4 separate regions of the Mus musculus genome follow, and all the other regions are linked to region 1. Evidence: chromatin contacts called from public HiCAR-type, HiChIP or PLAC-seq and promoter capture Hi-C data. All regions are on one chromosome and are shown on one strand. Each heading gives the region's core, a stretch centred on a gene start, on an enhancer-like site or on the middle of the called end of the contact. The rest is flanking DNA. Distances are from core to core; before and after follow the strand shown. Region 1 holds the start of Ncoa2 (nuclear receptor coactivator 2). Region 2 holds the start of Rpl7 (ribosomal protein L7). Region 3 holds the start of Terf1 (telomeric repeat binding factor 1). Region 4 holds the start of Prex2 (phosphatidylinositol-3,4,5-trisphosphate-dependent Rac exchange factor 2).

Region 1 (3,437 bases), core at 423-2,922:
TAGGACAGGAGAAGAAATCTAAGTGGCAATGGGGACATTCCTGCGAGGAACCCAACCTCCCTGCAAAAATATTATGGGTTAAGAGTGGAGGAGGACAGATCAGAGGGACACTCTGTATCTCCTTGTTCTGTCCCTAAGCTGCTGAAGGCTTTTGAGTCTTCGGGGAACATAATTTATTCTAGCTAATTAAAAAAAAAATCCTTAAAATTTACTAACAGGTGGTCAAAACCAATCATTCCAAACAGCAGACACTTCCCTGAAAAACGTGAAGTAGCCTATTGCAGACCTCCTTCCGATTCCACTCACCAATGTTAACATTTGTTACAGCTTTCTAAATATTTTCTAGCTATAGCCAAGTAGGCATATACTTTTCTTTTTCTTTGTCATAATAAACTGGAGCTAAAAAAAAAATACGATCAAAAAGCATGTTTTGCAATTAATGGACCTGGGCTCAAATCTTGCCCACCTTGCTTACTGTGTAACTCTACAAAAATTACTTCTTTAGGTTTCAATGTTTTATGAGGTATAAAAATAGCAATTACTTCGTAAGGTTTGAGGATTAAAATTTGGAGTGTGTGTGAATCACTTAATGCAGTGCCAAGTCGTTACAGTTCAATAAACACTTATTGTCTATGGCAAGTGACCTTTCATAAGAGTTAAAATAAGGAAACGTGTTCCTGTCATATTTTGATAACTTCCGTTAAGCAAACAAATGTTGCTCATTTCTTTCAACTAATTATATCTAAATGGAAAAGAAGTTGCTTTTCCAGTTAAAAACCAAACAACATTTAAACGTGAAAACTCCTCCACGTCTCCTTAATCCCAATACTCCATTGAGGATTTGATAATGGATTCCCCAATTAAAAAACAAAACAAAACTTTTGTTGTCTCACTGCGTGCGGAGAACACTCCCCTCGGTCTTTCTAAATACTGAGCAGCCTTTGCTTTGTCAGGCAATCCCGGGGTGGTACCCCGGTAAGTTCGCCTCCCGCGGTCACGCCCCTCTATCCCCTCCAGAGACCTCAGGGACAGCAATTGGGGAGGCGTATCCACGAAAAAACCGAGGGGACATGGTGGCCAAGGAGTGCGCCCCGGAACAGCGTCTGGGTGCAGAGGTGCGCCCGAGGGGTGCAGGCTGCCGGCTACCGGGCCCTGCCTGAGCGCGCGCGGGAGGCACCTCTGGGACTAGGTTTTCCGCGACCTTCTCGCCGCAGCGTCCCTGCCGTCGGAGGCGCGGCAGTCCCTTGGCCTCCACCCCCAGGCCCGGGCCAGTCCCCCTTTTTAGCTTTCTTTTGGGCATTGCCCTTTGCCCTCGCATGGAGTCCTCTGTTGACTCTCCCTTCACTTCCAGTCACCCATAGGTCACGGTCCCTAGACCACAGCCACCCATCTTGTCCAACTCCCCGAGCTCTGAAGTCTCGCCAGCCAGGGAGATGCTGAGGACCCCGCGGGTGGGGTAGCCCCGGTGTTCCCGGGCCCACGCTCGGGGGCGCGGGACGCAAGTTTCCGCCCGGTCCCCTGAGCGGTGACAGCGTTCGCTCGGAGGCGGCGGGGAGGCGGAGGGCGGGCCAGCCCCGTGCCCGAGCCCCCTCCCCTGCTCGCGAGCTCGCGCGGTCTGTGTCTCTCTCCGCAAGTGCAGAGCCGCGGAGGAGGAGGGGGAGGAGGAGGAGGGAGCTGGGGGAGGATCTCCATTGAAATAAACAACCAGGCAGCAGTTATTAACACGGGAACATGGCGGCCGCAGCCTGGGCTCCCGCGGCGGCGGCGGAGGTCAGCGCCGACGGCAGCCCGCACCTGACGGCGTGACGGCCACATTGGTAAGCGCGCCTCCCCTGGGGGCTCACGGGCGGCGGGCGGGGGGCGCCGCATTCCCACCCGGGCCGCTGCCCTTGGTGCGCGCAGCCCGGCGGAGCCGCGCGCCGGCCGGCCGGGCAGGCTGTTGTTGTGTGCGGGCACCGCTGCCCAGGCGTGCGGAGCCCGCGACGCCCATCCTCGAGGCGCGGCCGAGCCGGGGACTCGGCTCCCGGGGGGAGGGGGGAGGGCGGGAAGACGCCGAGTCCCCGGGAGAGAAAGGAGGCGCTCGGGCGCCGGGCGAGAGAGCTCGGGAGACGAGCCCTGGAGCGCGAGGCGGGTGGAGGCTGCAGCCCGCGGCGCCGGCCGAGAGGTGAGCACCAGGCTGGGAAGCGGCGGTTGTGCCGCGGGCCCCTGCTCCGGCCCCCTCGAGGCTGCGCGGCGCAGCCCGGGCAGGCGGGGGAAGCCCGGGCCGGCGGGCGCAGTCGCGGCCGGTGCTTTCTTCCCGGGAGGCGTGCGGCCACTGCTGCACGGGTGGGAGCCGGCCGAGGGGAGGCAGGACCTGGGAAGTGCCGGGGGTGTGTGAAGGTGACGCGGCCGGCAGGGGCGGCGGCGGGGGCTCGGGCGTCTGGGGGGCCTCGGGCTTGGGTGGCTTCGGGGCGGTAGCGCTCGGGCCGCGCAGGCCGGGCCGCGGTGGGGGCGGGGAGCCGGGGTCGGGCGGCGGCGGCGGTGGCGGCGCCGCGCCGGGCTCGCCCCTGACTTAACTTTCTGGGTGCGGGCATGTGTGCCGGAGGCGCGCTGGGGCCGCGGCCGGGGGCGGGAGGCGGGCTGCGGGCCAGGAGGTTCCGGGTTGGCTCGCCAGCGCCCCCTCTTCCGTACCCCTTCTGCGGCCCCTGCAGGGACAGGCCCTCGGGGGCCCCCCGCGGGAAGCGGGAGGGGTCCTGGCGGCCCTCGCGCCCCGGTCACGCCCTGGGCCGGGGACCCTCCTCTCCGGGCCCCTGGAGGCTCCCGGGGAGGCGTCCAGGGTCGGCGCCGCGGGCTGGAGTGCCCGCACCCCGCCCCTGGGGGAGTCCTGGAGGCGCCGCGGCCGCGCTCGGGGGTGGCTCGGTCCCTGCTTCCATGGTCCCTCCCTTTCCCCTCCCCCAAGTGGCTTCCGGGGCCTGCGGACTGAGGGGCGGGAATCGGGGACCCGAGCCCCTTACTCTCCGGGAGTGACGTTGGGCCTCAAGCCTAGAGGGCCTGTCACTGGCAGGGGAAACTTTCCCAAACCCGAGCCTGAGCTCGAGCACCCTCCTCCGCCACCTCGTCCTCTAATCCCACTCCCACTCCACCTCCTCCGACTCCTTCCCCTCCCACCGACCCGAATCTGGCTGTGCCTGACTGATGGGGCAGTGAGCCAATGGAAGGCAGGAACTGACCTGCCGGGTACCGGTAAGCCAATGGTGGGAGCCAGAGGCAGGAAGGAGGCGGGGTTTCTTCCGTCCAGTTAGGGCTGAGTTGCAGGCGGGGCGGGGGAGCCTTGGAGACGCCGCGAGCCCTCCACTCTGGCGCGTCCCTTGGTCACCCGCACCTGGGTTTGTGGAATAGTGTCACTCACAGAATCTGTGACCCGGGGAGACCTGCATAGGTGCGCGAAGATATTGCTT
Region 2 (3,437 bases), core at 586-3,085, 2.7 Mb before region 1:
AGATGTGGCGAACCATGCCTGCGGTCTCCTCATTGCTCTGCGTGTTGATGTCCCAGAGAACCAGCAGCGCCCGGCGCCGGGCGAACTCGAGAGCAAAGAGGCGGCCCAGGCCGCTGCCCGCGCCCGTGATGAGGCACACCTGGCCGGCCACGCTCTTCTCCTTGGGCCGCACCAGCCAGCGCGCCGCGGCCAGCACGAACGCCCACAGCACTTTGAAAGTGACCACGAAGAACTCCACTACGATGTTCATCGCGACGCCCCGGGTCCCGCAGCAGCCCAGCACCGTGTCCTCACTCTCCCTGCGCCAGACAGCCCAGCTCCTGGCCCCGGAGGCGCTTGTCACCGCGATCCGGACGCGAAGGCTGCGCCCGGAGTCCGCCCCCGAGGTGCTGCGGGGCTGAATTGCGCGGGGCCAGTTCCGCCCGGGCTCGGCGCAGTGGCCACGGGCTGTGCCTGCCGCTGCTCCCGGCTCGGCGCCTCCTGCTGGCGGCCGCCTGTTTGTCCCACAGCGTCCGTCCGTCCGTCCAGTCCCGCTGCAGCGGCGGTGACAGCCGCGAGTTAGGCGACGCGCGCTGCCCTCATGGCCAAGCCGCCGCCGCCCGAACGTCCCCGGCGCTGCTGCAGCGGCTCCCCGTCTTCCTAGGACAGGGGTGCGCCGAGCGGATGCGTCGGGACGCGGGAGTTGTCAACTTGACTCAAGTTGCGGGAGGGTGCGGGCAGCGCCGGGAAGGGCCGACTTGCGGGGCGCACGCGAGGGCTGCCAACCGCTCGAGCTGCCAGCGCGACTCGGGTCCCCTGCCCTGCACTCGCGCCGCTGTCACTCGGGCACGGGGCCCCGCAGCGTCTGAGCGTTCCCAGCCGGCTCTGAGGTAGCTCCACACTCCGCGCTATATAACCCACCGCCGGGAAGCGCCGGCCGCTGCAGTGGCATCGGCCCTCCCTCAGCTCGGCCCTCCCCGCCCCCGGTCGCACCCCGCCCCCGGCCCAGCCTCCCCTCCCCGCTCGCCCTCCCGCCGGCCGCCCCACCGCGCGGGGCAGCCCCTCTTCCACGACCGCGGCCGAAGGCTCCCGCCCTCGTCGTGCCACTCTTCGCGGCTCACGCCCCCTGCTGAGGGTCGCCGTGGCTTGCGCCTGCCGGGTCCCGCAGCAGCGAACCCCCCCATCCTCCTCGGACCTTCGGGTCATCACTCTTCCCGGTCTCGCTGCTTTCGCCAACCGAGGGACTGTGGACCTGGCGGCCGATGATCAGGCGCTGCGGAAGACAGCCCGGCAGTCGGGCGGAAAAAGGACCTCGGCAGCGCAGCCGAGGTGGGGGAGCAGGGCTGCGTGGCCACGGGCCGCAGAGAGCCGGAGGAGGTGACAGACAGTGATTTCATAGCTCAGCTAGCCGCTGAGGACGTGAAGCCTCATACTCTAGTGAGCCTAATGGGAATCACCGCCGCGAAGGCTGCCCAGAGTGTCGGTCAACGTCGCCCTCCAGCCCCGCGGGTTATGCAGCGACGCATGCTGGGACTTGTAGTTCACATCCCTGAACATGCCTTTTGGGTCCAACGAATTCCGCAGAGCCTGACCCTAGGGTTGTCAACGCAACCTGGAGAAATTAAGCCCAGAGCTGACGAGGTGTCCCCACTCTATTCATTAAAAAAAAAAAAAAAAAAAAAAAAAATGTATTCAGTGCATTTGTTTTCCGATGAGTTTTACCATAAAGTTGGCTGGCCGTGACTAAGCCAAGCTGTTCATTTTGCGCCAGCAAAGTGCAAAAATCTCAATTCTAGATTATTTTCCGGCTTATCTCAGGACAGCTATAAGGCGTGGGGCTTCGCGCCCTGAGACCTTTAAGGAGACAGTGCGCATGCGCCACCTTTCTCTCTTCTTTTCCGGCTGGAACCATGGAGGCTGTTCCGTAAGTCGATTCTTCTCTCCCCCAGAATCCTTCTCCATCCCCCAAACTAGAGGCATTTTGTCTCACTTTTCCTGTATCTGAGTGTAGCCTGGAACCACTGCCTGCCTGTCTGGGTGTTTGTGACGCCGTGTGGTACTAGGAGGGAGTGCGGGGGGCCTCCGCGCGGAGGCCTTGGCAGTACCAGGAGCAAACTGAGGGCAGACTGCGGATCCGGCTACTTGGGCGGAGGTCCGTTCTTCGGTAGAATGTATTCCGCGGAATCATGGAACGAGATCCTTTGTAGCTAAAGTTATCTTAGCCGGCTGCTTACCGGCAGCCTCCTGCATATGGAGCTTGAGACTTGATCGAGGATCAGTGAGTCCTGGAACCCAAAAAGTGTGCAGTACAGTTTTTTCAGTGTGACTTGACAACTTGTAACAATTCACAGGCCAGGACTGATGGCTGGGGTTAGGCATAAATCTCTTTAATGTCATACATGTTTACCTTTAAGTAAGGTGTGTATAACGTGAAGGTTGTGGGCATGAACGCTGCATCTCCAGTAGAGCTTTCGGGAACGACGGAGATGCTAGATGCTGCCGGTTTGAGTGGGTGACAGTTTTAACGTAGTTCTGAGCACCTAGTGTGTGTGATACATCACCAGGAAGTTTTTTGACCTACTAGTAATTCTCTACAAACAACAGAGAGAAGAAAAAGAAGGTTGCCACTGTGCCAGGAACCCTTAAGAAAAAGGTTCCTGCTGGGCCAAAAACTCTCAAGAAAAAGGTTCCCGCTGTGCCAGAAACCCTCAAGAAAAAGCGAAGGAATTTCGCAGAGTTGAAGGTGAAGCGCCTGAGGAAGAAGTTTGCCCTGAAGACAGTAAGTAAACTTTGGAGGTCTTTAGTGGGCCAGGGAGCTTATTGGGACTGAGCGTGGGGTGAGATTGAAGAGAGATCTTCCTGGTTTGATATTCTCAAGTCATCCTTGTATAAAACTGATGCTGTGCTCTGTTTCAGAGCCAAGAATTATGACTGACTGGCCATTGGTTTTTCAGCTTCGAAAGGCAAGGAGGAAGCTCATCTATGAGAAGGCAAAGCACTATCACAAGGAGTACAGGCAGATGTACCGCACTGAGATTCGGATGGCCAGGATGGCAAGGAAAGCTGGCAACTTCTATGTGCCCGCAGAACCAAAGCTGGCCTTTGTCATCAGAATTCGAGGGTGAGTTCACTTTGCATCGTGTTCTGGCAGCAATGGCTGTATTGTGCCTGCCCTTAGGAAGGGGGCCGAGAATTACGGGGGGCGGGAAGTTGTTTGTGAAACCTGTGCCTAAGCTGCTTGCTCTGACTGCATTTCAGTGTCCTGTAGTTGTCTAAGAGCTTAAAAACAGTTTACTTAGTATCATTCAGTCATCTTTTATGATAAAACAGGAATCAAGAGAAGGCAAGCTAGTAGTGATAGCGTGTTGAGATTACACACACATACTATGTGGTGACTAAGTTTTGTATTACTTAAAATTACAATAAAAGCTGTATGGATCTATTTTTTTTCTCTGGCA
Region 3 (3,437 bases), core at 696-3,195, 2.4 Mb before region 1:
AGTACACCTACTGTGTAGACACAATACAGTGTTAAATATTAGTTTATAAACAGGAATGGTTATTCTTAGTTCTCGACTACATATAGATTTAACTAAAACCTAAAAATGGCTGGGTACATCTGAGAGTTATTTTTTGCTTACCTGGATCACCTGAAGTGGGAATTCTGCTTCTAATTGGGACTTTGGAGTGGGAGACAAATGTTTAATCCAGATCTTTTGAGGAGGAACAACTCACCTCCAATCTGGGCCTCGCCTTCTGGTGGAAGCCTTTATAGAGGACATGGAAGAGGGACGCTCTCCCTCTCCCCACTTACTCCCACTCTCAGGAGCAAGTCCATTCCTTCACTGACAGTGGAGTCGACTTTGGGATTCTGGCATATACTGGCGATATCAAGCATCATAGACCGAACATTACTGGATTCTTAAAAAGTTGTTACTCAAGAGAACCCTAATATAATACTCAACAAAAACTGATCATAAATTTAGAACTGTAGATTCGAATTAATTTTTTAAAAATCTTTAAAAAGTTGTAATATTACTGTTCTAACAAACCATAACTCAAATGTGAAACAGATACTCAAAATTGTTTTTACCAAGATTCACATCTAAATTATAAAATGTATCAAATCACTACTTTGCAATTTATACCATGAAGTTCTTTGTATTTTAGGAAGTAGTATACATATGTAAAGGTTTCCATTGAACTTGTTCAATTCATAATCAACTTTATAACATTTATTTCTTTTTTGTTTGGTTGGTTGGCTTTTCGGGACAGGGTTTCTCTGTATAGACCTGGCTGTCCTGGAACTCACTTTGTAGACCAGGCTGGCCTGGAACTCAGAAATCCGCCTGCCTCTGCCTCCCAAGTGCTGGGATTAAAGGCGTGTTTGAACAAACACAAAGATACACTTGGCAGTGAATATGTACACTGGTAAGCCAACCATATTCCTGGATGTCTCTCACCAACACACAGGCCAGAAGACAAACTTGGGTCTGAGTTTTCAGGCACTGTCAAACTTTTTAAACATTTAAACAAAAGATTCATTTATTTTTATTTTATGAATATGGGTATTTTACCTGCACGTCTGTCTGTGTAACATGTGTATACAGTGCCCGTTGAGGCCAAAAGACGGAAATTTGATCCCCTGGAGTTTAAAAATCCTTCCTCCCCAGGCCTTTGTTTTTGGCCTTCCACTGGCCTAAAGCTTGCCAAATTGGGTTGGGCCAGGGGTCAGTGAGCCCTAGTCACCGGTCTTCCCAGCGCTGTAAGTATATGTGTATGGCATAGGCTCTGGGGATCAAACGCAGGTTCCCTGGCTTGCAAGATAAGCATTGACAAGCTGTACTACCTCCCTTGGCAGCCGCATCCCGGCCCTTCTTAAATGTTTCTATATTCATCTGTTAGAGTTTGGCTCCAGAAGCAGCGGTAGCAACTGGGCTGGCTCCCTTTAAAACAAACAAACAAACATTCTGTCCAGGGGACGCGGAAGGCGTGGGGGCGGGAGCCAGGACTTCCAGCAAACAGGAAGCGGCCGGTTTCGCGCCGTCTCCCGCCTGGGATCCCGCCCCGGTGTGTGCGGGGCAAGCAGGTCTCGGCCGCGACGCAGCCTCCGGCCCGGGAGCCCGCACTCACCCTCGGCGCTGTCACGAGTACGACGAAAGTCCTCGGAGCGGCCGTCACGGAAGGCTCGGCACAGAGACAGGCAGAGGAAGTCGAGCATCCAGCCCGCAGCCACGGCCTCCACCTCAGCCACAAGCTCCGCGTTCTCCATCTCTCTCGGGGTCCCCAGCTGAAGCTGGCACTGGAGCAGCTCCGCGTCGTCTCCCACCTCCTCCTGCTCTGGAGAATCCGAATCTGTCCAGCCCTCACGGCTCGGCGCGTCCCGGGCCGCTGAGGAGACCGTCTCCGCCATGTTAAACCGAAAGCGCTCGCCGTGCCTCAGCTGGCGCCGTGCGCTGATTTGCTCGCGGTGGGCGTGGAAGTCAGCCAATCGCATCGCTAGGGTGGGCTAGTGGCTGGAGCTTGGCTTCCGATTGGCTGAGAACTGCTAAATTCCTTGTCGATCCGAGCCCAGGCGTTTTGGATAGTGTAGCTTCTGGATGATAGGCTAAGATACATTTTAAAAAATGCAATCTGCGCTGGAAACAGGGTAGTTAAAACCGAGAGGTTTTTGACTGCAGATTTTGACTGCATGGCACTGCGCGTCTATAATCCCAGCAGCACTCAGGAGGTGGAGACAGGAAGATTAGGAATTAGGGCCATCTTCAACTACAAAGTCTAGGCCAGCCTGGAGCACTTGAGCGTTATGGCAGCAGCAGCACCAGAAATTTTAACTTGTCGCCATAAACATGAGCATTTAACCCTGTTACACTGTAATCACACTGTCTTTCTACCCTATGTGTTCATTTTATTGAAATCCGGGGTTATTAAAGCTGAAATTGCTGGGCTCTGATTTTTCACTAAAGTTCTGCCTGGGGTGAGCGGGTAGGATGGTGCTGACCCTGGAATTCGCAAGTCTAGTCAGTTCCCCATGAATGCTGAGACTGTTAGTCCCAGGACCACATTTTGATCACTATTACTGTACAATGTTTGCATTGAATGAAAGTATAACAACGTAAAAACAGAATTCTAGGCCTTTAGGCCCAGGCTTGGGAATGTGGCCTTTGTAAAGGTATGCTAATCATAAAAGAGATAGCGACATTCCTCTACCCACCCGCTTCCTGGGTTCAAAGAGTGCTCATTCAAAGAAAGTCACCCTGGCCATTACCAGAACCTGCAATGCAAATGTGCTATTGTTAGGGGCTCTTAGAAGCTGTCTTGAGAGTTAACAATTACCAGGTATTCCTTGTGACTCTATTAACTTTACACTTCCTTGTGACTCTTAACTGGTATCTTTGGTATCTTCCAACAACGCCCTCCCCACTTCCTTGAGTTTCGGTTTCTTCCTTTAAATACCCCCTTACCCAGCTACTGGGGCGCCACGGTCCTCTACCCCTGCGTGGTGTATGACCATGGGCCCGAGAGCGCTCTTGAATAAAAAATCCTCTTGCAATTTGCAGCAAGACCCGTTTCTTGTGGGTGATTTTGGGGTGTCGCCTCTCCTGAGTCAGAACGTGGGGGAGCCCTCACATTGTGGGTCTTTCATGACCATGAGGGCATATTACCCCCAGGCTCTAGAGATGGTGTTGCAGTAAATATTATTTGGGGGTTCTACCCTGTGGGGAATTGCAGGTTGGTCTCCAGTTGAGCTGAGGTCTTAACCCCGATGGTCATAATGCACCTTCATGACACAGTAGGCGTTCCCTCATGCTCCTGGAACTCTGGCTCCTGCCTAAGTTACCGCCCCCCCCCCCACACACACACACACAGCCCCCACAAGAGAAGCATGTTCAGTAGTCACGTAGGCAATGGCCCTAGCTTTTGACCTTCAGGCTCA
Region 4 (3,437 bases), core at 573-3,072, 2.4 Mb after region 1:
TGAGACTCCCTGTTTCTGCAGCTTAGCCTTGGCAGTCCCGGTTTCCATCTATTTTCAGAAAGGCTCTTTCTAAGAATGTCGCAGACCCTTCAAATCCAAAGACTTATCACCCAACAAAGTTTCATGAGAGTCAAATTTGAAGTCATTAAAAGTTTTATCTCCTTAAAAACATGCTCTTGTCAATGACTGCTACATGAACACATACAATAATCCTACCTATCACTGGTTACCAGGGTATTCTCCCAGCACGTGAACCTCAAAGAACGTGGCCCCCAAGCGTGGGTAAAATGAATTTGAGAATCCAGCTTGTGTGTTATGCATCTCCTGAGACCTGAGATGTTGTTCTTCCTGACACAGCCAAGTGAATTTCTACAGGGTGGCTGCTAGCACAAACTTTACAGACTGAAGGAAACTGAAGGAGGAAGTTCGGAGTTTGAAACATTTCCCTTCCAACCTGGGGCTGGGGGCAGGATAGAACACTGGGATGAAGGAGAAAGTGGCCGGAGGATCTGGGTGGGGTTTTAACTCTTTTTCTGAAGGCCGCTCTCAAATATATCAGGATGGACAGGAACTGGCTGTAAATTCTTTGTATTTTCCGCAATGAGGAAAATTCCATCCTTAGGTGATGTCTCAGGAGTTCATTTTCCCACAGTTTTTCCTCTTCTGCTCTGAGACTGAATGAAATGATTTGGGGGCAGAATTCCAGTGAGTCAAACTGGGACCTGGAAACAGCTCCTGCCCAGTCTGTGAAACCCTGAAATTGTCGACTCGAGGTGAGTTTCATGATACCATTTTCAAGTGGTCGGCGTGCACAGGAGACTAGGACCCAAGTGGAGGGCAGATTTAAATCAGGAGAAAGAAGATTGTAGAGCTGTGAGGGAGGCGCACACATGTGGCTTTAATATGCAACAGCTGCCAGGGATGGTGACCCCGCTGCTCTTGCTCCTTCGCCTCCACCCTCAGAATCCAACGTTTCAATGATTATACCTAAAGGGACTTCACTGCTGTTGATCTAATAACCGACTCCGGCTACACAACATTCAAGGACTTTTAAAACACTGCATGTACCTGAAGGTAGCAAATTGAGACACAAAATCAAAACAAAATATGAGCCGAAAGAAAGAGGATAAGGAAAATGACACAATGAAATTTGCCCTGGGAGATGGATAAAGAAAATTAAGCGCAGATGGAACAGGCAGAATGGCCACTGGTTAACTTCTCCCACGCGAGTTCTTCAAGGCCTTGGCCACTCTGCACCCGTTCATCTACAGGTCTGTCCCCCGAGTCCCCGCGGTCCCCGCGTCACCTTTACGGATGCCGGGTGCTGGCGCAGACAATGCTCCAGACTTGGTGCCGTGCGCGGGGCCGGCTACTCACCGACACCAGGAACTCCAGCGTGCCCACGTAGTCGCGCTCGGTCTTCTGCAGCTCGCTGAGCACGCACACGCGCAGGCGAAGCTGCTTGTCTACTTCCCTGGCGCTTTCGTCGCTCATGGTGGCCGGCGGGGCGCGGAGCTGGGGGCAAGTGCGCTGCCCCGCGCCTGCTGCCGCCACTGCCGCCACTGCCGCCAGCAAAGTTGCCGCCTCTGCCGAGTCCCAGCCGGAACGCGTAGCTTCACATGCTGGCCGGAGGCCGGGGTGTGGGCAGAGGACTGTGCTCGGGCTGCGGTGCGAGCGCGGGACGCGCGGGACGCGCTGGACTCAGAACGGGACAGTCCCCGGAGAGCGGGAACCCAGCCCGGCCCGCTGCTCCGGCCTCACGCGGCTCCAGCCCGAGGGGAGGCGGCTCCAGCCACAGCGGTGACTTGGACATCAATCAAATGCTTTCAATCCATGTGACTCCGACCCTTTACCCTTAGCCAAATCTCAGGAAAAAGGAAACACAACCCTGGGGAAGTGTATCCTGCCAGCTAACTAAACACACACACACACACACACACACACACACACACAGGATGGAACTAATCCGAGGTTCCCAAACCTAGAAGGACACTTGTGAGGGCTGCTCTTGGGAATCCCGCCCACTGTTTAGCTTTAATGTGTTTTGCACCAAGTCTGAAAGCAAAGAAACAAGTCCCCGCGGTTACATAACTGCTTGGGAACAAAACAACCACACCACTGACCCTCCCGCGTTTGACAAGGAACACATTGATTTTGAGTTTTCGTCTACTACGAAACAGGTTCGGTTTATAGAAAAAAACAGCAAACAATGTTATTTCACAGGCAGACAACCTCTGTCAAAGCTTGAAATGTCAATTAGTGTGATAAATGAGGACATCAGAGCAAAGTAGCAGCCCTTACCTATGCACTGATTCACATAGAATAAGCATCACCCTGGCTGAGTACTTTGTAACACCGGGTGTATCTAAATTTTTTAAGTCTCACTGTAGTATTTCACTATCAGTTTAAATTCAAGAATATTTGTTCTCAGCTGTTTCCAAGAATTGTAATTTTAAAAAGATACAAATGTTGGATGAGGATGCATAGTAGGTGATTGACAGATGATACCTGAAAGACAGGTGGATGATAGCTGATTGACAGAGGACACACAGAAGCTAGTTATGCTTCAGTTTTGAAATGGAATGGCCAACGCATTTGATTTTAATGTTTAAGTTTATTGAATTCTCCCTTGGGACCAGAACCAAAACCTATAAATCTAACAAACCAAGTGATCCATTTGCATTTCCATCTAGATATTATCAACACATACTTTCAGAGCCATTTTTTCTACTTTACATAGTGTACAGCTAATGACATTTAAATAAATGGAAGTCGCACTCCTGAGGCAAGGAAGAGGCGGCCAAACTTGTTCCAAGATTCAGCAACCTGAGATAAACTAAAGATGTTTCCCTCGTTATTTACACTAAAGTTATCTCCAGTTTCCCATAAGTCTTTTCAAAATATGATTGTGACTTCCATGAAACAAAAAGGAATCTCGTACCTTCTTCTCATATTAAAGATTCAATATTTGAATAATATGAATGACGCTGATGGGAAAGGTAGCTTTTCTGTTTCCCTTGCATCTGGCTATTTAGAGGCAGCCAGGAGCAAAGGGCAAATAGTGTGGACAGCTTCACACAATAGCAGAAGAACAAAGGACGCAAAAGACAGACCTCACAGAGCCTGGTAAACAATAAACAAAAGAAACCAGAAAGCAGAGGAAATACACCCAACAGCTAGTGGGAATCAACCTCTCTGTGTTCCACAGGTAGTAGTGAATGAATGCACTTTTTGCCCCCAAGAGAAAAAAATGATATAAACAAGACAGAGTTCCATCTAGTGCTCTGAATGAAATAGAATGTTTTCTCTTGCCATTTGTTCCCAGTTAGAAAGCCACATTTCTATCAAGCCATTTTGTCTATGTATAGACCTCTAGAGCAAGCATCTTACACTTGAAGAAAAACGTACTTGAGTCTTAGTCATCATTGAGGCTTTAC

The links. HiCAR-type assays count read pairs that join an accessible place to other places. HiChIP or PLAC-seq counts read pairs in DNA pulled down with a chosen protein or histone mark. Capture Hi-C pulls out chosen DNA fragments and counts their contacts.
Region 2: a promoter capture Hi-C map of liver shows a contact between it and region 1, with 2.7 times the contacts expected there. The contact joins the promoter of Rpl7 here to the promoter of Ncoa2 in region 1. A contact is called at or near these places in 4 of 39 promoter capture datasets (liver, neutrophils and pre-B cells), 2 of 484 Hi-C or Micro-C datasets (the G1E-ER4 cell line and muscle stem cells), 1 of 115 datasets of contacts at active chromatin or transcription factors (astrocytes) and 1 of 9 other capture datasets (liver).
Region 3: an H3K27ac HiChIP or PLAC-seq map of embryonic stem cells shows a contact between it and region 1, with 3 times the contacts expected there. The contact joins the promoter of Terf1 here to the promoter of Ncoa2 in region 1. A contact is called at or near these places in 2 of 115 datasets of contacts at active chromatin or transcription factors (astrocytes and embryonic stem cells).
Region 4: a contact with region 1 is called in a HiCAR-type map of astrocytes, with 5 times the contacts expected there. The contact joins the promoter of Prex2 here to the promoter of Ncoa2 in region 1. A contact is called at or near these places in 1 of 39 promoter capture datasets (hippocampal neurons) and 1 of 115 datasets of contacts at active chromatin or transcription factors (astrocytes).

What each region holds. Positions count from the first base shown.
Region 1 is chr1:13,372,318-13,375,754 of GRCm38.p6, reverse strand. Ncoa2 (nuclear receptor coactivator 2) reads left to right here and starts at 1,672. Exons shown (of 23, transcript NM_008678.3): 1 at 1,672-1,817.
Region 2 is chr1:16,102,831-16,106,267 of GRCm38.p6, reverse strand. Rpl7 (ribosomal protein L7) reads left to right here and starts at 1,835. Exons shown (of 7, transcript NM_011291.5): 1 at 1,835-1,903; 2 at 2,584-2,758; 3 at 2,934-3,100. The coding sequence starts at 1,890. It overlaps Rdh10 (retinol dehydrogenase 10 (all-trans)), which reads right to left and starts at 386. Exons shown (of 6, transcript NM_133832.3): 1 at 1-386. The coding sequence starts at 250.
Region 3 is chr1:15,804,154-15,807,590 of GRCm38.p6, reverse strand. It overlaps Terf1 (telomeric repeat binding factor 1), which reads right to left and starts at 1,945. Exons shown (of 10, transcript NM_009352.3): 1 at 1,634-1,945. The coding sequence starts at 1,913.
Region 4 is chr1:10,991,850-10,995,286 of GRCm38.p6, reverse strand. Prex2 (phosphatidylinositol-3,4,5-trisphosphate-dependent Rac exchange factor 2) reads right to left here and starts at 1,822. Exons shown (of 40, transcript NM_029525.1): 1 at 1,378-1,822. The coding sequence starts at 1,494.